Regions from separate parts of the Mus musculus genome. Here region 2 is linked to region 1. A link is a contact called in public Micro-C data. All regions are on one chromosome and are shown on one strand. Each heading gives the region's core, a stretch centred on a gene start, on an enhancer-like site or on the middle of the called end of the contact. The rest is flanking DNA. Distances are from core to core; before and after follow the strand shown. Region 1 has its middle 5.5 kb from the start of Gm52210. Region 2 has its middle 25 kb from the start of Pdzd2.

The links. A called contact is a pair of places that touch in the nucleus more often than the background predicts.
Region 2: a contact with region 1 is called in a Micro-C map of the G1E-ER4 cell line. The contact joins two enhancer-like sites. A contact is called at or near these places in 2 of 39 promoter capture datasets (cranial neural crest and liver), 2 of 484 Hi-C or Micro-C datasets (both in the G1E-ER4 cell line) and 5 of 115 datasets of contacts at active chromatin or transcription factors (embryonic forebrain, embryonic stem cells, epiblast stem cells and 2 more).

The regions. Positions count from the first base shown.
Region 1 is chr15:12,311,931-12,318,282 of GRCm38.p6, reverse strand. No RefSeq gene overlaps it. Among named protein-coding and RNA genes, the nearest start is that of Gm52210, 5.5 kb to the left of the region's middle. Within about 2 kb of position 4,817, at least 14 of the 459 cell types and tissues checked have an H3K27ac peak or open chromatin away from gene starts, as enhancers often do. A contact at or near this core is called in the G1E-ER4 cell line, where this site is marked.
Region 2 is chr15:12,761,732-12,767,694 of GRCm38.p6, reverse strand. It overlaps the pseudogene Gm17756. Among named protein-coding and RNA genes, the nearest start is that of Pdzd2, 25 kb to the right of the region's middle. Within about 2 kb of position 1,539, at least 2 of the 459 cell types and tissues checked have an H3K27ac peak or open chromatin away from gene starts, as enhancers often do. A contact at or near this core is called in the G1E-ER4 cell line, where this site is marked.

The sequences.
Region 1 (6,352 bases), core at 3,568-6,067:
CATCCCCTGACCCTTCCAGGGGTAAGCATGCTACAGAGCTGGCCAGTTCCATGTGGGCTCCAACCACAAGATTGCGGCCTGAGGAGCACCTGTGTCTACCTGGAAGTCCTAGGATCACGAAGAATTAGCACTTGGGTTAATGCCTTACAGTTTCCCTTTTCTCTGCAAACAAGTTTTGTGTTATTTTGTTCCCAGGCTGGCCTGGGAACTTTCTATGTAGCCCAGGCTAGCTTCAAACTCACAGTCCTCCTGCCTTTGGCTCCCCAGAGGTAACATTTCAGACAAACACCACTATACTGGCTAGTTTTGTGTCAACTTGACACAGCTGGGGTTATCACAGAAAAAAGGAGCTTCAGTTGAGAAAATGCCTCCATGAGATCCAACTGTAAGGCATTTTCTCAATTAGTGATCAAGAGGGAAAGGCCCCTTGTGGGTGGGACCATTTCTGGGTTGGTAGTCTTGGTTCTATAAGAGAGCAGGCTGAGCAAGCCAGGAGAGGCAAGCCAGTAAAGAACACCCCTCCATGGCCTCTGCATCAGCTCCTGCTTCCTGACCTGCTTGAGTTCCAGTCCTGACTTCTTTTGGTGATGAAAAGCAGTGTGGAAGTGTAAGCCGAATAAACCCTTTCCTCCCCCACCTGCTTCTTGGCCATGATGTTTGTGCAAGAATAGAAACCCTGACCAAGACAACCACCACACCTGCCTTCTCAGATTGTTGGAAAGAGGTTACATATCTTGTGTGTGTGTGTGTCTGAAGAGATAGCTGTAGGTGCTGGGAACCCAACGTTTATTTTTGGTTGAGGACCTGAGGTTACCTATCTCATCAGAAGCTCATCCGTGCTTCCGGTCCCTCCTCCTGATCCCGGCCCCTCCTTCCTACAGTTATACCACCCAACAAAAACTGTGCCCCAAGAGCCTTTGCTTCAGCCTTGCTTGCTAGGCAATTCAGACAGAACACCCTTCTCTCTGGAGAAAAGAGAGTTTCTAGAAAATTAAGTAATCCGCTCTACACAGCACATGTGGCAAACTGCAAACAAGGATTAGAACCTTTTATTAGGTCATCAAACAAGCATTTATACTTATTTTCTGTTGGCAGTCATTGTGCCAAGCAGTAAAGTTATGACTGATAGTGTGAGCCAGGAGACACATAGTCACAGTTCTTGTGAAGCTGCTGAGACAGACGTACTAAGTAAACAAAAACAATATATAAACTGGACCTGGGGGTTAGTTCAGTGTTAAAGAACATTTTCCTATTAAAGAGTTATTTATGTATTGAATGCATATGCATCTCTTGTCTATATATATCTGCACCATAGAAGAGCGCATCACATCCTGTGAGATTGCAGCTATAAATGTTTGTGAGCTGCTATGTGACTGGAATTGAACCCAGGACCTTCAGAAGAGCAGCTGGTGCTCTTAACCTCTGAGGCAATACTCCAACCCATGCTTGGTAGAGTAGGTGCTCATGCAGGGACCAGGGTTTAAACCCAACACTAAAAGAGATCTGGGGGCGCTGGAGAGATGGCTCAGCGGTTAAGAGCACTGACTGCTCTTCCGAAGGTCCTGAGTTCAAATCCTAGCAACCACATGGTGGCTCACAACCATCATAACTAGATCTGATGCCCTCTTCTGGTGTGTCTGAAAACAGCTACAATGTACCTATATATAATAATTAAATAAATCTTTAAGAGAGAGAGAGAGAGAGAGAGTTATACCAATTCACAACCACCCAAGGTGGCTTTAATAAAAATCATACTAGCATTCTCAAGGATGTAGAGAAATATAAACCTCCATATATAGTATTTGTAGGAATTCAAAAGATGCAGACACTTTGGAAAACAGTTTGTCAATTTCTCATAACATTAAACAGAGTTTCCACACGACCCAACCCTTCCACTTTTAGGTAAATACCCAGGTGAAGAAGACCTTGTTTACATGAAAGCAAGCATAAATGTTCATAACAGAACTGTCTGGAATAATGAAGTGAAAACAACTCTGCCCTTCAGCTGATGGTTGGGTAATAACATTTAGTATACCCATACCACAGGGTATTGCTAGCTGTAAGAAGGAGTAGGGCACACGCTGTCATGAATCACCCTTGAAAATATGCTAAGCAGGGGAAAACAGTTACAGTGATCTAGTGTGGGACTCTGTGAAATATCCTGAATTAAGTACAGCTGTACAAATAGACAGTAAATAAACGTTTGCCTAGAGTGTCAGAATAGGCAGCAACACTAATGAGTATGAGATTCTTTTAGGGGTTTAAAAAATAAAAGTCCTAAAATTGATCATGTTGACATATTTGAATATGTTTAAATTCTACGTTGGGGGAGGGCTAAATTTTGCAGTATGTAAAATTTACTTTAATAAATACAACAAAAGTATAGCTCTTTGGATTAGGTTTGGGTAGTAGTGTGTTCCAAGATAATATGTTATTGAGGGGAAATTTTGGTGTGGGTGTGTGTGTGTGTACAATCTCTGGAATGTGTTTTTCTTTGTTGTTCTTTTCTTTTGTTTGGGATCTTTTAAAAATACTTTTGTTTATGCTTTGACAATACTATGTATTTATATATACATTTATAAATGGATTTATTTATACATGCAAACAAGGCGCCTTGATCCTATTCACCCCCAGCTCATCCTTCCTACTCCCCCTGATCTCCTGACCTCTCCCTTCCACCTTCCCATCCTCTCTCTCTTAAAAAAAAAAACCTCACTGAGTGGAATTAGTGCTGTATGCATACATGGGAGGCCAGTCACAGGAACATGAGTGCTCTATCTGTGGTCACACCCACAAAAAATGACTCCTCTTCCTCCAGAAGCTAACTATTACCAATTATTACTCAGCTCAAGACGGAACCTGCAGAGTCCGAGCCTGCTAGAGTGCTGACTGGCTTGATGTCGTGTCTGTCGTGTGCAGGCGACCACAGCTCCAGTAAGTTCATGAGTGCACATGCTTCAACTCTTACATTATCTCCAATCCCGCCTCTGAGCTGAGCCCTGAGCCTCAAGGTGGATGAAGATGTCTTATTTGGAAACTTGAGAGCTTAGCTGTCATTTTTTTGGAGTGGATACCTGTATGAGTATGTGCATACAAACTAGCAAACATACAAACACCCTAATTTTGAAAACACAAAGAACACATGAGAATACCTGTTCAATTGCCCCAATCTCCAAACGAAACGGGCTAGGAATTTGAAAACATGCTGGTATGGTTCTCCTGGTCCTGCTGTATGTTATAATTCTAAATTTTATCGTTATTAATAAATTATAAAATATGTTTCTATCCATAGATTAATGCTGCTTTCAACCTTGGTCAGAGAAGCTGTGTTTTGAAGTGGACAGCAGTGTCAATGTAGACTCATAACTCATCAAAACGTTGAGCGTTAGTGACCCTTGCCTTTAATTAGTTAGTGAGATGGGTCAGTGTTTACAAATGCTTGCTGACAAGCCTGACTGCCCCAGTTCAATCTGTGGGAATCGTACAGAGGGAAAGGAAATACTCCCACAAGTTGTCCTCTGACCTACACATCGATGCTTATTTGTGATGAGGTCTCTCTATTACGTAGCCCTGGCTGTCCTGGAACTCACTCTGTAGACCAGGCTGGCCTCAAACTCTTAGAGATCCACCTGCCTCTGCTTCCCAAGTACAGGAATTAAAGGCATGTGCCACCATGCCTGGCTAAAATTAGGATATTTTAAATATACTTCAAACCGTCTTCACACTTTTAATTTGAATAGCTAAATATCTCATTTAAGGACTAAAATATACCAGCTTTAGTACTGAGCCTGTAGAACTATTCAGTGAAAAACATAGTTTAAAATAGAGGTGTCTTGGGCTGGAGAGATGGCTCAACAGTTAAGAGCACTGACTCTTCTTCCAGAGGTCCTAAGTTCAATTCCTAGCACCCACATGGTGGTTCACAACCATCTGCAATGGGATCAGATGCCCCATTCTGGTGTGTCTGAAGACAGCTACAGTGTACTCATATACATAAAATAAATAAATAATTTTTTTTTAAAATTGAGGTATCTTGCTCGGCAGTGGTTGTACACGCCCTTAATCCCAGCATTCAAGAGGCAGAGACAGGTAAATCTCTGTGAATTCAAGGCCAGCCTGGACTACAGAGCCAGAACAGCCAGGAGTAAACAGAAAAACCCTGATTCAAGAAGCTAATTAATTAATTAGTTAATTAATTAATTGAGTGTCTGGGTAAGGTTAGGATTGCCCTTGGGAATCATATATGGCTCGTATTTAAGGATTTCCCTTGTACTGAAAATGTACCCCAAGAGCACTTTCAAAGGACTTACATGGAGCTCACTATACATATGAGCTCAACCACTGAGCCATCTCTCCAGCCCCAGGGAAAGCCCTTCTTTATGTTGCTCTCTGCACCTCTGTTTCTCAGTTCAGTGGAAATGTCCTCACTGACCTGGAAAACAGCCCCTCACACAGATATTTTCATAGTTGGGGGGCGGGGGACACGGTTGTTTTTGCTTTTTTTTTTCCTCTCCCGCCTTCTCAGAACAAATAATTCTCAGGTTCTCAAGTCAACCATGGGGGGCGGGGGGGAGGGGGGAAGGTCTCCTCCTGCCCAGGAATTTTAGTAAATCAGGGTGTGATAAGGGAGAAACCACCCTCTAAGGCTGTAGATGTCCATCCAGTTTTCTCACAAGCCATCTGTCTTTGTTCTAGGAGTAAAGGTTGCTTCCAGGTCAATGGGTTAAACACTGCAGTTTCCAGAGCAGTGTAGTCATTTAATCTGCAGTGTTAAACAGAGTGGGTGCCCCACCCTCACCCCATGGCCTCACATGCCCTAGGGCCTCGAGCTCTTTCAATTCAGGTACACCCATCCTGTTCTCTTGTGTTTGTTTTGGTTCTCCATATATGGGCCAAGATGACTGGAAATGTTCCATGTAGCTCAGATAGCCTCAAACTCACAACCAATCCTCTTGCCTCAAATACCAGAATGTTGAAATTCCAGAATTGTGCTACTATTGGTGAGTGTGTGTGAGTGTGTGTGTTTGTGTGCTCATGTACACACTTGCATGTGTACATATCACCTGAGAAGATCAGAAAAGGCATTAAGGGGCTGGAGAGATGGCTCAGTGGTTAAGAGCACTGACTGCTCTTCCTTTGGAAGAGCATGAGTTCATGAGTTCAAAGCCCAGCAACCACATGGTAGCTCACAACTATCTGTAATGAGAACTCTTCTGGTGTGTCTGAAGACAGCTACAGTGTACTTAGATATAATAATAAATAAATCTAAAAGAAAGAAAGAAGGAAAGAAAGAAAGAAAGAAAGAAAGAAAGAAAGAAAGAAAGAAAAGAAAAGGCATTGATTTTTTTGGAGTGGGGTTCTAGGCATCTGTGAGCAGAGGATGGGTGAGAAAAATTCGTTTTAGTTTGGTTTGGTTTCCAGGAACTCACTATGAAACCAAGGCTTGTCTCAGCTCTCAAATTCACATTACAGAAATGGATCACCCATGTTGCTGTCAGGTAAATCCTGACCTGTTTTCAAATTTGAATTCTGTGCCATTTTAGAAGAAAACCGAGATGGAGTCTATTTATTTTCCACCCATCACATCTGGACTCGCCTTGAGTCTGCTTTTTTTTTTTTTTTTTTTTTTGGATTCTTTTTTTTTTATTATTAGATATTTTCTTTATTTACATTTCAAATGCTATCCTGAAAGTTCCCTATACCCTCCCCCCTGCCCTGCTCCCCTACCCACCCACTCCCACTTCTTGGCCCTGGCGTTTCCCTGTACTGGGTTATATAAAGTTTGCAATACCAAGAGGCCTCTCTTCCCAATTAAGTCTGCTTTTTTAAAGATTTATTTTATGTATGTGAGTACACTGTCTCTCTCTTCAGACACAGCAGAAGAGAGCATCAGACACCATTACAGATGTTTGTGAGCCACCATGCGGTTGCTGTGACTTGAACTCAGGACTATTTGGAAGAGCAGTCAATGCTCTGAACCGCTGAGCACCCAACTCCAGACCACCCATTCCCCCAGACCACCCATCCCCCACTACTCTTGATTTAGCTTATGTAACTGTCCTGCCGGTCAGCCGTCTATACATTGAGTCACTAGATGTCCCATGGAACTCACATTGTCTTCTATGCCCAGACTCCATTGAGTAAAAAAAGATCTCGTAGAGCTTCGGCCGCCTGCTGACCTTAAGCTAGAGGGGAACTTCCAGTCCAAGAAGAGTTTCTCGCCACGTGACCTTCCTCAACACATTCTCTTGCGCTAACAAGGAGAATCTGCCGGCACCACATTTTATATAACGAAGCCCAAGTATAGGAGGGCACCCAACACTGCGACCACAGTCTCCTGGTAAGGTTTCTC
Region 2 (5,963 bases), core at 290-2,789, 450 kb before region 1:
TGTTCTCTTTGACTAGTGCTGAGCCTCTCTGTCTGGTGGGGGTGGGGTGGGGAGTAGAACACTGGTAAATTTGTTTGCACAAAAAATCTAGACTCTTGGGAAGCAGAAGATCTAAGTTTAAAAGGCAGAGTTTTCAGTTTGAAGAAAAAAGCAACAATTCATGTTGTTAGATGGTGTTAAGAGATGGTTAATGTGAAGAAAGTTGAGGTCGAACCTGGCTGGGGTGAGACTGTGCTAAGGGTGGGCATCTGAGGGGCGGGAAGTGAAGACAGGGTTGCAGAGTGGGAGCCCTGATGCACCCCCTCTTCTCGCCAGTCGTAAGCAGTTAGTAAATCATCCGGAGACATGAGGGTTAAATTGAAAGTGGCTTAATAAGTTAACAGTTTTGTCTGCAGCATATATGTAATTGGGTATTATGTAGTCTCTCTGTGGCTGTGAGGATAACGAGAGAGGTGGGCGTTGCCTTGGGAAAGAAGGAAGATGTAGTGAGCAAACACCCTAATTCCTCATCTCGGTTGTGTGTGTCTGGTGGTGTTCAGCAGTTTCACACAGGGACTTTCTTCCAGGAATTTTGCTGATAGTCTTTTTTTTTTTTTTTATTTTAGAAACCTTGGTTATCTTAGTCTTATCTCACGGTAGGAGATACTTCCTTTATGGAAATGTCAGCCACGTCTGTTGACTCCTTATCATCAATGAAAGTCTTGCATGATGAAAGGGTCAAGAGTGGCTTACAAAAAAAAAAAAAAAAAAAAAAAAGATGTCCCTCTTACATACATCATGTGTGTGCATGCAGGCATGCAGGCATACAGACACACAGACACACACATGCACACATATGTACAGAGAGAGAAAGAGAGAGGGAGAGAGAGAGAGAGAGAGAGAGAGAGAGAGAGAGAGAGAGAGAGAGAGAATTCTAGACGTAATGATACCCTGTGCTTGGGGCCAGCAAGATGGCTCAGTGGCTGAAGTACCTAGTGCCTAGCCTAATAATCTGAGTTCCTGAGTCGCACCTGGTGAAAGAAGAGGACTGAGTTCTGCAAGTTCTCTGACCTTCACAACCATGCTATGTAGAATACACACAGATACACACACACACATACACAGACACACACACAGACACACACACAGACACACACACACATACACACACACACACACACACACATACACACATACATACACACACACATACACACACATACACACATACACACACACACAGACACACACACATACACACACACACCACACAAACCAAAAGCCCACAAATCCCATTCTTGAAGAAATCCTGCTTTTGGAGGGATGTACAAGGACCTATAGAAGCGAGGGACTAACATGGATACAGACAGGTTGAGACTGTAGAAAGTCTCCTCCCTTTCATTACAACAGAGACAATGAGCAATGAGCGTCCAGCTGAGCACCATAGTGCACACTTACAATCCTGACACTGCACAGGCAAGGTAGAAGGCTCAGGAGTCCAGGATCAGCAGGAGTCCAAGGAGGCAGGAGCTGTCCCAGAGGTTGTAGAGGGATGCTGCTTACTGGCATGCTCTCCATAGCTTGCTCAGCCTGCTTTCTTAATAGAACTCAGGACCACCAGCCCAGGGATGGCACCACCCACAAAGGGCTGGGTCCTCCCCCATCAATCATAATTAAGACAATGCCTTACAGCTGGACCTTCTGGAGACATTTTCTCAGTAGAGTTTCCCTCCTTTCAGATAACTCTAGCTTGTATTGAGTTGACATAAGACTAGCCAGCACCAAAGTTAATAAAAGAATAGATTCTTGTGGCTGGAGAGATGGCTCAGTGGTTAAGAGCACTGACTGCTCTTCCAGAGGTCCTGAGTTCAATTCCCAGCAACCACATGGTGGCTCACAGCCATCTGTAATGGAATCTGATGCCCTCTTCTGGTGTGTCTGAAGACAGCTGCGGTGTACTCATATAAATAAAAAGTAAATAAAGCTCTAAAAATAAAAATAAAAAAAAAGAATAGCTTCTCATAACCTATCGTGTGGGAAACTCTATATAAACACTCTATAAGTGAGTCTGTTATTTTGGTTGAGGAGAAGGTCAGTGATATTGGGCAACTTGGAAAAGCAAAGAACCTTAGGCCAATGTCTGGAACTGTCTCGTACACGTGTCTGTCTGTCTGTCTGACTGTCATGACAGCAAGTAGGAAACTATTTGGCTAATGTCGAGGAGCTGTGTTGTGGGGCAGCAGCAAATGCAATGAGATCCACTGGAGTCCACACATACGGAATTAAAGAAACAGAGGCAAGCTACGTGCCTCTCCGCTCTCAAACCGCCATCCCACAAACATGGATCAGGTAATGCAGTTTGTAGAGCCAAGTCGGCAGTTTGTAAAGGACTCAGTTCAGCTGGTTAAAAGATGCACCAAACCCGACAGAAAAGAATTCCAGAAGATTGCCATGGCTACAGCTATAGGATTTTCTATCACGAGATTCATTGTCTTCTTCGTGAAACGGATCCATATATGCATTAATAACATTACTGTGGGTGGCTGAGTCCTGTCTCATCACGGGACGGGTGAACCAGTGAGGGGGTGACAAGCACCCGAGGTAAAACATTGCCTGAAAAAAAAAAAGAAAGAGTGGCAAAACCGTACATTTTGGGTAAATTGTTCTATGACATTATTTATTGGAGGGGGGGACCTGGCCACTGGTAAAGAGCTCTCTTTTCAATTGATGATATGAAAAGCAGTGGCATCAATCATAATTGTACATTATTCTTATGAGGAGGATAAAAAAAGCTTAAGTGAATCTGCTTTTCTTACCTAGAAAGCGAGAACTGAGAACTATTTGTTCTCCCAGCGACTGAGCCTGCTTCCATCCCGGGTCTTTTTCTCATGTGGCCTAAGATTAAGAGTCCTCAGTTGAGCTCGGAGTGAGTATGGTGCTGTACACCTGTAACCTTAGCACTCAGGGAGCTGAGGCCGAAGTTCGAGGCCAACCTCAGCTACATAGCAAGAACAAGGTCAGCTCGAGCTACACGATGAGACCCTGTCTCACAAAACCAAGGGCTGGAAATGCTGCTCTGTAGGGCAGGGCTGGCCTAGGATACACAAGACTTAGGATGTGGTTGCCCAATACCTGCCCTCAGAAAGCTCTCAAGAGTAAAACTTGCCCTTTTGGGTGATGCACAAACCTTTAATATGCTAAGCTGCTCAAGGCATGTGGATCTTTTATCTGTCTTATATTCTTTCATCTGTACTATATTTGGACAGCATGTCCTGACACATTTAAGCTGGGTGAATTCTGGTTGACAGACAGGACTACCTTCACTCTAAGCAGTGACAAACCCAGTTGTATTAAGAATGACTATTCATACAACTCGGTACAGACAAAATAAAGCCACTGGTTCTAACACAGTCAAATTCATACTTTTAAGCCAACACATTTTAAAATAGTTTTCTTGGATCAATCTTCATCAGTACATTTTTTTTTAAAAAAACAACCTTAAGGATTTTTTTTTCTTTTAGCTATTTCTGGGAGGAAGAGATTCATTTGGATGTATAAGTTATGGCCTGATAAGAAATTACTATTTATAATAAAGAGAAAAAACATGAGATAGATCTTGAGTTAATAAACCGGGGAAAGATTGTATCAGAAAACACAACCACCTTTCTTTTGAGCTCTGCATTCAACCCCAGAAATGAAGAAAAAAATAAAAATTTTAAACGTCATATTAGTTATTGAGACATTACTACTGTTTATATATTGGTTATTGAAACATTACTGTTTGTCTCTTCAAACTGCAAAGAGTCTTAGCAATCACAAGTGGCTGGCAGTCACTTTAACATTGTGATACTGTGAAGGGGCATCTAAATATAAGCACTAAATTATGACAAAATAAAACACTGGAAGAGCTGAAAACATGTAATTTTCTATCTTGGGCTAGGACAGGCACACTAATAGCTGATTTAAAAACATAAGAAGTACTCTCGCTTGCCCTGTGAGTTCAGCTCTCTCCCAGGTCGGGTGAAATGTAACGTAAGTGCGTGCCTTCATTTTGGGTCCTGGGTTAGCCAGCTCAGACCCCATTAATAGATGAGCAAGGAGAGATATTTAAAACTCTAGCAATGAGGCTCTCTGACCTGTCGCCCTTGATGGCTGCCTTTGTAGAAAATGCCCCCAAATACCCTCATCCAGGGACCATCCAGGCATTAAACGAAAGGCTCTGCGCACGGGATGGATTTAGCTGTGTGAAGCTCTGCTTGTATTACACTCACAGATCTGCTTTCCAAACTCCCTCACATACGATCTTGGTATGTAGCCCAGGATCGGCTTTACCCTCTTTTTATAGCTAGAGAGCCTAAGGGAGGAGGTTTAGAGAGTTTACCCATGGTCACGTGCTCAGCACAGACCTGAGAACAGTCGGCTTTCCCTCAGCCCTCCATTCGCACCGTACCTTGTTTTACAAAAGCAAAGGTTTCAAGAACAGTCCAGAGGAGCACCCATGGGTGTAGGAGGGTCCCACTTGTGCTCCCGGCCACCTACCTACCCTCTTGTGCAGTCAGGACTTAGGGTGTACTCAAGTTTGTGGCACAATGTCGGGGGACATGCTATGTACCCTATAGATATTTGAGCAGAGAATCTGAACTGCCTTCAGAGAGAGAGAGAGAGAGAGAGAGAGAGAGAGAGAGAGAGAGAGAGAGAGAGAGAGAGAAAATGCCTGAGATGGTCTAAAGTTGGACTCCCCCCAATTGCAGGCCTTAGCTGTTAACACTCTATGGGGGGCTACCTTTTTTCATCTCAAGAGGTCCCCCTGTCTGAGGAGGGAAGGAGAGTTGTTTTTCTAATTAGCCAAGATGAAAGTTATTTTGATTGGTCTGCTCACTATGCAAGTACAGGCAGCCATGTGGGAAAGGGAGGCTAGCCATGAAGTTTTCATTCACTTGAAATTTGGCTTTGTTTAGTCAGTCCCAGGGGTCCTACTGTGAATCTGAGAGGGCAAGGCCCTCCATGAAGTTACTTGATTTACAGCAGACTGCCTCTGTGTTTAAGGTCAGGCCTGGGAGTCCGCCCTCTTCAGCTGCCTTGGGGAAGACTCTGGAGGCTGCCGCACTAATGCTACTGGGCAAGGGATATTGGTCTCATTGAAAAAAAGAGTTCGCCTTCTGGTGGAGGGTTCTCCCCCCTCCCCCGCCCCCACCACCACAAGGGGCATCTCTTTACCTTGCTACTCTACACTACCTCCTACTTGCTGGTCTGCTATCCAACGACCTCAGTCATACATGCCTGAGCCACTCATCCGGCTCCTTGCATGCAGCCTTACCTTCCGTATGTGGAAAGTCATTCTGGAAGAAAGGATGACATATGGATAACTCCCAAGATGCAAAGAGGGCTTTGACAGTCTTCCTCTACTTTCACGCAAGCAGCTCACAATGACGACTCTTTATACATCGCGCTGGTTATCGAGGCATTGCATTGCTCTTTGTGTCTTCAGACTGTAGAGATTCTTGGGGATTTCTGGGGCTGGTGAGGACTAATTTCATCTCTCCAGCAGACAGCGTGCCCCTCTGCCCCAACCCCTGCTGGAACTCCCTGAGGGATTCCTCAGGTGTGAAAAGCATTGTTGAGAAGACTTAGAAAGCAAGCAGGTGAGGATGAAGGAGAAAGCACACCCCACCTCCCCCAGTCCTCCCCCCAAGCCCCCCCTCCCCATTTCTCAGCGTTCATCTTAATTTCCAGGTCAGTAGAATTCCTTCGGAAAGCTTTGAGTGTTTAGTTAATAGGAAGAGCGTAAGTGGGCTAGAGAGAAGTGCTGTGTGTAGAGTCCTGTTGTCCAAGCATGAGAACACAAGTTCAGATGGCCAGCACCTATGTAAAAGCCTGGGGAGATGGCAGTACCTGTAACCCCAGGGCGAGGGACCGGAACATCTGAGGGAGTGGAAAGAGGTGGGTCTTAAGGATCACTGATCTCTGGGTTCAGTGAAAAATTC